Regions from separate parts of the Bombyx mori genome. Here all the other regions are linked to region 1. The links are chromatin contacts, called in public Hi-C maps. All regions are on one chromosome and are shown on one strand. Each heading gives the region's core, a stretch centred on a gene start, on an enhancer-like site or on the middle of the called end of the contact. The rest is flanking DNA. Distances are from core to core; before and after follow the strand shown. Region 1 overlaps LOC101738805 (serine/threonine-protein kinase minibrain). Region 2 overlaps LOC101738805 (serine/threonine-protein kinase minibrain). Region 3 holds the start of LOC101738805 (serine/threonine-protein kinase minibrain).

What was found. A called contact is a pair of places that touch in the nucleus more often than the background predicts.
Region 2: a contact with region 1 is called in a Hi-C map of posterior silk gland, with 2.1 times the contacts expected there. The contact joins two enhancer-like sites. A contact is called at or near these places in 4 of 7 Hi-C or Micro-C datasets (midgut, posterior silk gland and whole pupa).
Region 3: a contact with region 1 is called in a Hi-C map of midgut, with 1.9 times the contacts expected there. The contact joins the promoter of LOC101738805 here to the enhancer-like site in region 1. A contact is called at or near these places in 2 of 7 Hi-C or Micro-C datasets (midgut and whole pupa).

Annotation. Positions count from the first base shown.
Region 1 is chr18:4,423,662-4,426,872 of ASM3026992v2, reverse strand. LOC101738805 (serine/threonine-protein kinase minibrain) reads left to right here. Exons shown (of 12, transcript XM_004928140.4): 4 at 2,895-3,083. Among protein-coding and RNA genes, the nearest start is that of TRNAH-GUG, 18 kb to the right of the region's middle. Within about 2 kb of position 1,817, at least 8 of the 8 cell types and tissues checked have open chromatin away from gene starts, as enhancers often do.
Region 2 is chr18:4,503,030-4,506,276 of ASM3026992v2, reverse strand. All of the region lies in intron 3 of LOC101738805 (serine/threonine-protein kinase minibrain), which reads left to right. Among protein-coding and RNA genes, the nearest start is that of LOC101738805, 24 kb to the left of the region's middle. Within about 2 kb of position 1,371, at least 3 of the 8 cell types and tissues checked have open chromatin away from gene starts, as enhancers often do.
Region 3 is chr18:4,527,370-4,530,644 of ASM3026992v2, reverse strand. LOC101738805 (serine/threonine-protein kinase minibrain) reads left to right here and starts at 1,694. Exons shown (of 12, transcript XM_004928140.4): 1 at 1,694-2,738. The coding sequence starts at 2,675.

The DNA.
Region 1 (3,211 bases), core at 568-3,067:
CATTTGATAACGCCGAGTTGCTCAAGAATTTTGCTGTTTTTATTTAAAGAAACATTTTAGTATTATTATAACATATTTGTTACATATTTTAAAAAGATAAAATATGAGCAATGGTTTAGTTAATCGCAATGTTATACTCTCCATTTTTTTTATCATTAATATTTAATAATGAAAATAATCGAAATTTATATGCCTTATGGGACACTTGTCTTATTTTATGGATATGATGTTAATTAAGAATTTTTACGTAATGGCAAACTATTTATCTTTTCGATTTAATTATTAATAATTATTAAATATATGTATTATCAATTAATAATTATTAAATACTCTTGTGATAAAATTGATTCCTTGTAGGGAAAGAGTGGGTACGGAAAAACAGCTATTGCTCAACTAAATTAAAGCCAATAGGATATAAAATTTTAATCATGGCATGTGATAAAATAAATTTTTGGGACTCAGTTTTGCTATAGACGAAATTTTTCTGCAAAAAAAACCTCTGACCGTGAATCTTGCGAAAATGTTACGTTCCGAAAAAGTAATGGACAAGATATATTATTGGGAAGAGACCGGCTTCGCATTGCCGGGACCACATAATTGAATAACGGGACACGGCGATGCTTGGATAACAGTGACTAGAAACGAAATTATTTTAATTTTGTAATATTTGAAGTATCAAAAGGGCGAAGATAATAAAATGAAGAATAAAAAACCAAGCCCAAAATAAAAACTATTACGCGCTGTTTATTTTTATGTTAACGTAAATACCTATTTCTTTGATGGTAAATATTACACGAAACATAAACTTCAAAATAAAAATTACAACTCATATAGTTTTCAATAAATACATTCCCTTGAGAAATTTTACTGAAACTTTTATGTTTACACATTGAAATTACCAATATTGCCTATTTATAATCGAAATACACAAAAAAAAAACAACAACAATTGATTTGCCACTTAGGTATTGTTTATTATTATTTTGCGTCGCAATTTAAGCTCTGGTAAGGTCGCGATCTTCTTAGTCGGTGATGCAACATTAGGTCGTCAGTCTATTTCATTTTTCCTCTCAACTACTATAATAATATTATTAAATTATAGTACTTGTCCAAACCTGCCACCTTATTAGTTTTCCGTATCAAGAGTTCCGGATTGCGATTTGCAATTCAAGTTTTCCTTTTAAATCATTTAAGATGAAATTTCTTCATTTTGGTGTCCGTACATGGAATGATACGAAAGTCTGATGTGTACAGGTGGCCTGAATTTGTGCTTTGTAAACTCTTATGACATCCATACAGAAGGGGATACTAATTTACAACAGCTAATTATTATTTTTAATAAACGAGAACTCTTTTGGTCTATGTGTTGTATAATTTAATTATTCTTTTTCTCTATATAAAATTTCGTAAAGCGTGATGAGCTTAACCATCATATTGTTTACATACAATAATTCAAGGAAGTTGTCGGCAGCTCACGAGTCTAGATGTCGTTTACAGATTTGAATCTAACGGTAACTTCCGACCGACACGGTGTTAGTTTCGCTCTTCGCATTTCCATCTCCGGCGCGACGTCCATTAGATAGTTAACCTCGAACCGTACAGTGGATCACATCTCGCTATCAGGTGTGCTGCAAACAAAACGTTGAATAGAGGCCGGGTTAAACATGTACGACGGGTGTACGGGTATAATTAAAGTTTAGGAGACGCTCACGTCGCCCGTTAACCTCGTTATCGGGCGCTGGAAGTGGGTGAGACGCGGAGGGGGGAGGTAGAGCCGGCGAGGGGCGGAGGGGGAAACGGGGAAAATCAATGACAGCCGCCGCGCGCCGTCTCTCCCCGGCCCGACGCGCTCATCTCGCGACCACGTGCCGCGGTCACTGGCCTAACACATCATCCTCATCCGGCATCACCACTTTACCATAACATAACGGTCTTAATTCCTAGAATAAAATTCATTAAAAGAATCGTCTTTCTTGTTTTAATGTTATTCCAGACAAGAGAAACGGTAGATAGGTCGGACGACCCCATGAAGTGACGCCGGTTGCCGGCTGTCGGGCCGCGCTCGGTCGTCTGTAAAATATACGGCGTAATATGTAGGTCGCTGTCGGATATTTGGGTTATCGTTCGGCCGAGTCGATATGCGACACTTCCGCACCGGCACGATGCGAATGTCGTGCAGTCGACATTATTACTGCTAAGTCAAACCGAAGTTATGTAACGGCATCCGAATGACATATCGAGGTCACATAACGATTAGTGCACGTCGTTGGCGGCACGAAACTATTTCGCGAAATTACACCAATATTAAAACCACCGCCGACGATTCAGGCCGTTCACCCGAGCTTTAAGCCAGGTATGGAGTTCGCAAAAACAATGACTCACAATATGAATCAGCTTCGTAAAAAAATGTAGCAATGAACTTCCTATTTCCAAATTCGGTAGTCAGGTTCTGTACAAATATTTTATACTGGCACATCGTGACCCATCGTCGATCAATGTCAGCCTCATATCTGGGTCAACGTCCGTCACCCGAATTCCCGCGCTCCCTCAACTATTCATTTCCTATAACGCATACGACCTGTATTACCTAGGATTTGTGTTGGTTATTGCCCCGGTATCTGTAGGGTTGACACTCGACAGGTTATCCTAACATCTCATATTTATATGGTTGTTCAAAAATATTTTTAATGATTTTTTTTACCCATGATTTATTGCTGAGAACTGGGAAATACGAAATCAAAAATTATAAATATAAATATAATACGGTTATAATAATAATTATTATTACTATTATTATTGCAGTCACTCACTTACTAACTTTCATTTAGTTTACAACTATGTGTTGAATTATTCTAAAACATTTTATAAATAATGTTTAAATTATTTTTTTAACAGGTATATTACGCGAAGAAAAAACGGAGAGCGCAGCAGTACCTGGGCGAGGATGGCTCGCACAAGAAGGAGAAGAAGTTATACAATGACGGTTACGATGACGATAATCACGATTATATTATTAAGCAGGGAGAGAAGTTCCTCGACCGGTACGAGATCTCCTCACCGATCGGAAAGGGATCATTTGGACAGGTAATTATAAAACATAATTATTGCGTTATTAAGATTATTAAGACGTAGCGTGGGTAGACCTCCCACAAGATGGCGACGACTTATTGAGGTTCGGGGTATCCGCTGGATGTAGGCAGCGCAGGACCGAT
Region 2 (3,247 bases), core at 122-2,621, 80 kb before region 1:
GCCGAGATTTCACTTAGAACCTATACAGTGAGATGTCTTCGAAATGTTCAGAGTTGTTTGTAAAACGTTTCAGTATTTCCTTTAAGCGCACATATTAATGTGATTAATATCTATATATTAATACGTGAAGCAAAAACTTTGTACCCCTTTTTACGAAAATTGCGCGGATGGAGGAGTATAAAATTTTCCACACTTATAGAGAATATAGAGAAGAAGTGCACAATGCTAATATTTTTTAAAAATAATGCATAAAAGATACATTAAATCAATAAAGAAAACATTATACTACATACCATGTATTTGACACACACGCATGCATACTATTTATTGTCAAACTTTTGTTCTTGACGTCTATTGTCAAATTGAGAATAGAATATGGTTTGTCTTTGTTAATATTTTTTATAGAGTAGTCTTGGCGAAATTAGTGATTATAGAAGTATAAAATACAATCATAATAGTGTACAAACTTACAATTCCAATTAGTTATAGTCGAATTTCGACTACTGCGGGACCACTAATTTTATCAAATCGTTATTTACGTTATTGTTAGATACGTTTGCATCACGATGGAATATGTATTGTTGTAATATATAAACATGCTTGTTCTTATCTATAAAACCTTAACACTTTAATTATCCAACAAAAACAAAAACAAGTTCCGTGTTAGTAAGTACGACTTAGATAATTTATTTTTGTCAACGAAATTCTAGAAAACACTTATCGTCGTCTAAGTAGGTATGTGATGCTTTCGCCCCATGAATACTATCGTGTGGATACAACACTACTGGCGGAACATCAGCTGTGCCAGTTATCTGCGTAATTAATTGCGATATCGCCCATTCATACCGTCGGTTAGTTTCACTACGAAAACATATTTTTCTCTACGCCGATGGCTCTTCAGGAAAACATTATAATTAATGTTTTCCATCTTAGGTTTACGTTCATTATCAATATTAGATTTGTTGGTTTAATTGAAAGTATTTTCTCCTCATTTTCCCTGGACTGTTTACTTAACGATGTTCATTGAACTTAAATCGCCGAGTGCAAGAAGCCAACAGAAAATTGATTACAAGCTCATCGCTTATTTTGTTTGTTATACAATTATTTTTCTAATCGTGTTCAAAAACCTCCGAAAACGTTTTATTATAATAGAAATAATGCTTTCGGTTCTATTAATTATATTACACGAAAATGTTATCGATCCGGGTTTTATTGATTTGCATTCACGGAATGTTGATTGAAATTCTTAGAAGTGATATTTTCTTGAGGAATTAGTGATATATGTCTCAGTCTGTCGACTAATCACGAGTACACGAGTAGCAAACAGTGTAATGCAAACGGGCCAACTAAAGTGAGTCAAGGTGAGTGCGCGACGTCACGCTCACACTGTTGCCACCCGGATTATTGTGTCGGCTGTCGGCGCCGTTAGGGCGGAGAACTGTCTACATACTCTTGGAAACACGCTTTTCTCCATCCATATGGCACATCTATTAACGAAACTGAATCGAATATATTAAATCGTATCAAATTGGAGACAATAAACAATGTAACAACATATGTAAACACGAAAAACTTATATGACCGTATAATTACTGGCTTATCCGTTTGTGGAATAGACTGTCCTGGGAATTGTAAATGTTAGGCGAAACGAGTTACACGATGTCCCATACCCATTGTATGATTCGTCATTAAGGCGCCGTTTTTTGCTTTCTTTCTATTTTTTTTTGTTTTTTGTGACTTAGATTGGTGGACGAGCTCACAGCCCACCTGGTGTTAAGTGGTTAGTGGAGCCCATGGACATCTACAACGTAAATGCGCCACCCACCTTGAGATATAAGTTCTAAGATCTCAGTATAGTTAAAACGGCTGCCCCATCTTTCAAACCGAAACGCATTACTGCTTCACGGCAGAAATAGGCAGGGCGGTGGTACCTACCCGTGCGGACTCACAAGAGGTCCTACCACCAGTAATAAATATTGCCAGTAATTTATGCCAGTTTGACGAAGTATTCAGTACAACAGTACGTGATTCGCTACCGATTCCGTTTGTGTACGTAGATGTTCTAACGCGAGCTGTAATCGACACGTGTATGGACTTAAAAATGAGGCAATCCAATTATTATTTCCTATTTTAATGTTCATGTTATCAAATGACATTGTAACTATCATAGTTTATGAAGTAAATACTTGATAATCACACGGAAATCTGAATATCGCGATAAAAGACGGCACGCTTAGAGCCCCTCGTGTTAAGTGGTAAACGAAGTTCATAGACATCTCGACGTGAATGTTGTCACCCACATTCAAAAATGAAAAATCAAAAATTTTTTATTCAACATAAATGAAAGTACATACTTGTTGAACGTCAAAAGAACTACCGCCAATTCACAAGAACTAGCCTCCGTCCTGAGAAGAATTGGCAAGAAACTCTGCGGGCATGTCTTTTTTTTTTAAATATTGGTTGTTTTTTTTAAATATTAGATTTTTTTTAAATATTCATTTTACAATGATTATTATAACAATTATTACAATATTGAAATGCCCGGAGCGAGCAATTCAGACATAAAGTCGAAAGCTCCAACTATATTGTTTTTATAACCGTCCCGTGCCCTAAAACCGAAACGCTATGTCTGTTCCGCTGCAGATATAAAGTTGTTGATGGTACCTACCCGCACAGATTTACAATAACTGCTTCACCTAGATTATCGATACGTTTTGTCACTATAGCGCTAACATTATATATTATATATAACATTATAGCCCCTGGCATTGCTGAAGTCCATGAGCGACGGTAACCACTCACCATCAGGTGGGCCGTATGCTCGTCTGTCTACAAGGGCAATAAAAAAAGAAAAAAACATAAATACTAGAACATGCGTTAGTCGATGGAAACAAGGCATTAGATAATAAGACTGCGAATTTTCTCGAAACATTTCATCTACGTACGAAGTTTTCAGTTATAGTGACAGACTTCAGAACAAACGAGGCAGTTGCGGTCCTTGAACCACTCAGTCGATCGGTGCTAAGGTCTTCAGTCAGGCTGCTAATTGCGTGTTAAATTTTACCTGACATCGTTCAACCTTCGGCGGTGCACCGTTATAACTTGAACCGTGTCGGAAGTCCGCGCTTCAAGCAAACAATCGTCCATTACAGATCATTCATATCTGGACATACAGCACGAATGATTCAGAAAAGTTCACGTTGCTTCTCAGGTGGTCCAATACATACAGCCTTGTCACAAATAACTC
Region 3 (3,275 bases), core at 445-2,944, 100 kb before region 1:
TTAATTCTTGCACCAACTGAATTTGTACGGGTGCAGTTTTAAATCTTTATGCAAAATAGGGCATCACGACGATCTGTGCACGTTTAAGGCCACCGCACGCTTCTCAATTGAAAGGTTCAGATCGTCCCGAATAGACTGGGCAACACTGTCTACGTTTTCGAGTGTTCTCGAAAATCTTGGACGACCGGATTTTGGTTTTTCCAGGTTATAGTAATAAGCAGAGAAACGAAAATTATAAAAGAACGAAATACGAACCTAACATTACAAATGGTGAAAAATAAAATTTATCAAAAAAGCAAATAAGCATAAAAAATGTCCCTGACAATGACTCGTCAGGGGAACGCACATAAATAAATAAATAAATAAATACTACCATAAGACGAATTGTTGCTGAAGGCAGATCTAACAGAGATGTATTTAGTACGCAGGGCAAAAAGAGGAAAGGTGGTAAAAATACTGCGCCTTCCTTATCTTCCTCTTCTGATAAAGACTTTTTTATGGATGTGCAGTATTTGGAACCATTTTTAAGTTTTTTTTTTTTTTATTTTTTTTTTATTGCTTAGATGGGTGGACGAGCTCACAGCCCACCTGGTGTTAAGTGGTTACTGGAGCCCATAGACATCTACAACGTAAATGCGCCACCCACCTCGAGATATAAGTTCTAAGGTCTCAGTATAGTTACAACGGCTACCCCACCCTTCGAACCGAAACGCATTACTGCTTCACGGCGGAAAATAGGCGGGGTGGTGGTACCTACCCGCGCGGACTCACAAGAGGTCCTACCACCAGTAATTACGCAAATTATAATTTTGCGGGTTTGATTTTTATTACACGATGTTATTCCTTCACCGTGGAAGTCAATCGTGAACATTTGTTGAGTACGTATTTCATTTGAAAAATTGGTACCCGCCTGCGGGATTCGAACACCGGTGCATCGCTTCAACACGAATGCACCGGACGTCTTATCCGTTAGGCCACGACGACCACTAGTTCTGATAGCCTATAATTAATTTATAAATTCATGAAGAGTAATTGGAGTTTTCATCTAAATTTCGAACCCCACATTCGCCACAGTAAGATCTTCAAAAATTATCCTTGATCGTTGATTTGTTCCCTTTTTGCCATCAGATCCTGGTAGACCTATACCAAACATGAATTATATTAAAAATTATTAATTAAATTTATTGCAAGAGTGCTATCACATTGCAAGATTAGAAGACTAGTGAATTTTTCAGTTCAATCAGAAGTTGTGGAGAGTATTAAGCGGTAGGCAGCGGCTTGGCTCTGCTTCTGGCATTGGTAAAATCCATGGGCGACGGTAACCACTCACCATCAGGTGGGCCGTATGCTCGTCTGCCTATAAGGGCAATAAAAAAAAGGGAGGAGGAGGGAGGATTATTTGGTTAAAGATTAAAAACATATTTCCATTATAAAAAAATTGGGAGGATCTCGGCAATATTTATTAATTGGTAGCATTATTTTGTCTATGGCATTTTTTTGGAAAAAATTATAATGTTTAATGATTAAATCTTTTTGTGTTTATTTTATTGAACATGCTTAAAAAATCATAATCTTAGAAATGAAAATGAAACATTTTACTAAAAACCTAAATACCGCAAATAATGGTTTTAAGTCTATTCGATAAAAGAAACGAAACGTATAAAGTCGCTTTTAAAAAGAAATTGACCACAGACAACAGAAGTGCTTTTCAAGTCTGCCATGTTTTGTCCTATTTGTCGCGCTTGATCAACGCGATCGCGTTCACTGTTTAAAAATTGTTTTCTGTATGTATTACGGGATATGTTTTGTTTACAAATATAGTTTGGTTGGTAGTGCTAATACTTATAAAATGAAACTATTTAATGAATCCATATCGTTACGGGAGTGTGCAACTGTGTAGTTCGTATTACATTAAATTTTGTATTTGCTTGATGCCTCGCAACTGACTTTATTCTGAGAAATTTCGTCGCAGTGTCTGAAACGTTTAAGCTTATATTGTATTTTTCCAAATGTTGCTGATTTTTTGGGAATGACACAACCCACGTGCACCTATTATATCGAACAGCCCATGCATATTTGTTATTATTTTGTTCCCTATTTCAATTCGTAATTCGTGGCTCGTATTGTACCAGTCTCGTTCGAGTCGAGGAGTGGGGAACCGCGTCGCGCGTTATGTCGTTTTCCGTGCGTTTCGCTCTTCAGTAATTAATTGTTTCGGAATAGTTGACAGCGGTTTCTAATCATATTGTGAGTATAATTTGTGGTAGTGAGTGTTTTGTCGGTGCAGCGCACACGGCGCACACGTGACAAGGGACGAGTGTTTGGGTGTCAGTCGGCTGCGACTCGCGGGCGCCGGCACAGTTCGCCTGCAGTGCAGAGCACGCGACGGCCGTCAGAGGTGAATCACCGACGGGCGCCGTTTTCATCGCGCTTGTTTACCCGCGTGTGCATAAGTGCGTAGAGCGGAAGTGCAAGGCATGTGCGCCGCGCGACGGCGCCGATGACATCGCCGTCCAGGGCGACGGCGTTCTAAACGCGAGTGTGTGTTAGATATGTTCCTTAGGTTATGAGTGTGTGACAAAGTTATAGTGTGCTGAGGACACTGGAGCCCCTAGACGGAGTTGGGCCCGCCGGGGCGGCCCTGGTGCTTCTCGGGGCTCCTCACGAAGGCAAAATGGCAGCGTGGAACCGCCATCACCACTTCAACATGCTCATGGATGAAAATGCCAAAAACAAATGTAAGTAACAATCGTACTACACCTAAATGCGCGGCCTACAATACAAATTGTAGGAATCTCTGACCCTTAGTAACTAAATGTACCAGGAACTATTAGGCACAAAGCTTGAATATAGTGGCATGTAGTTCAATAACCTTTGGACAAGCATCAGATATTTGTTTGATACATGTAAACATTACCACATGGTTGCTTTGATGTGACATGTCTTGTTGCGTTTTAAAAGTAAGCATTTAGTATTAAATCTTATGAAAACAATAAATATGCTACTAAAGTCCATATTGAAAATAAAGTAGAAAATAAAAGTTTCAATTTCGAATCTGTATAGAAATAATCATTTCATGGAATGAGATATCCTATAAATTTCATAAGAATAATATATCACACTGAATGGTTATAACAGAAAAAGAAACCTATTTAAATGAAATATTTCGATTCATATAAAAAAGATGAGATGATTTTTGTCAAAATGAGATTAACAGAGATTGCTGAATAATAGGCTGTTTTACATTAGCCACGCAAATTAACTTTATGGTAAAA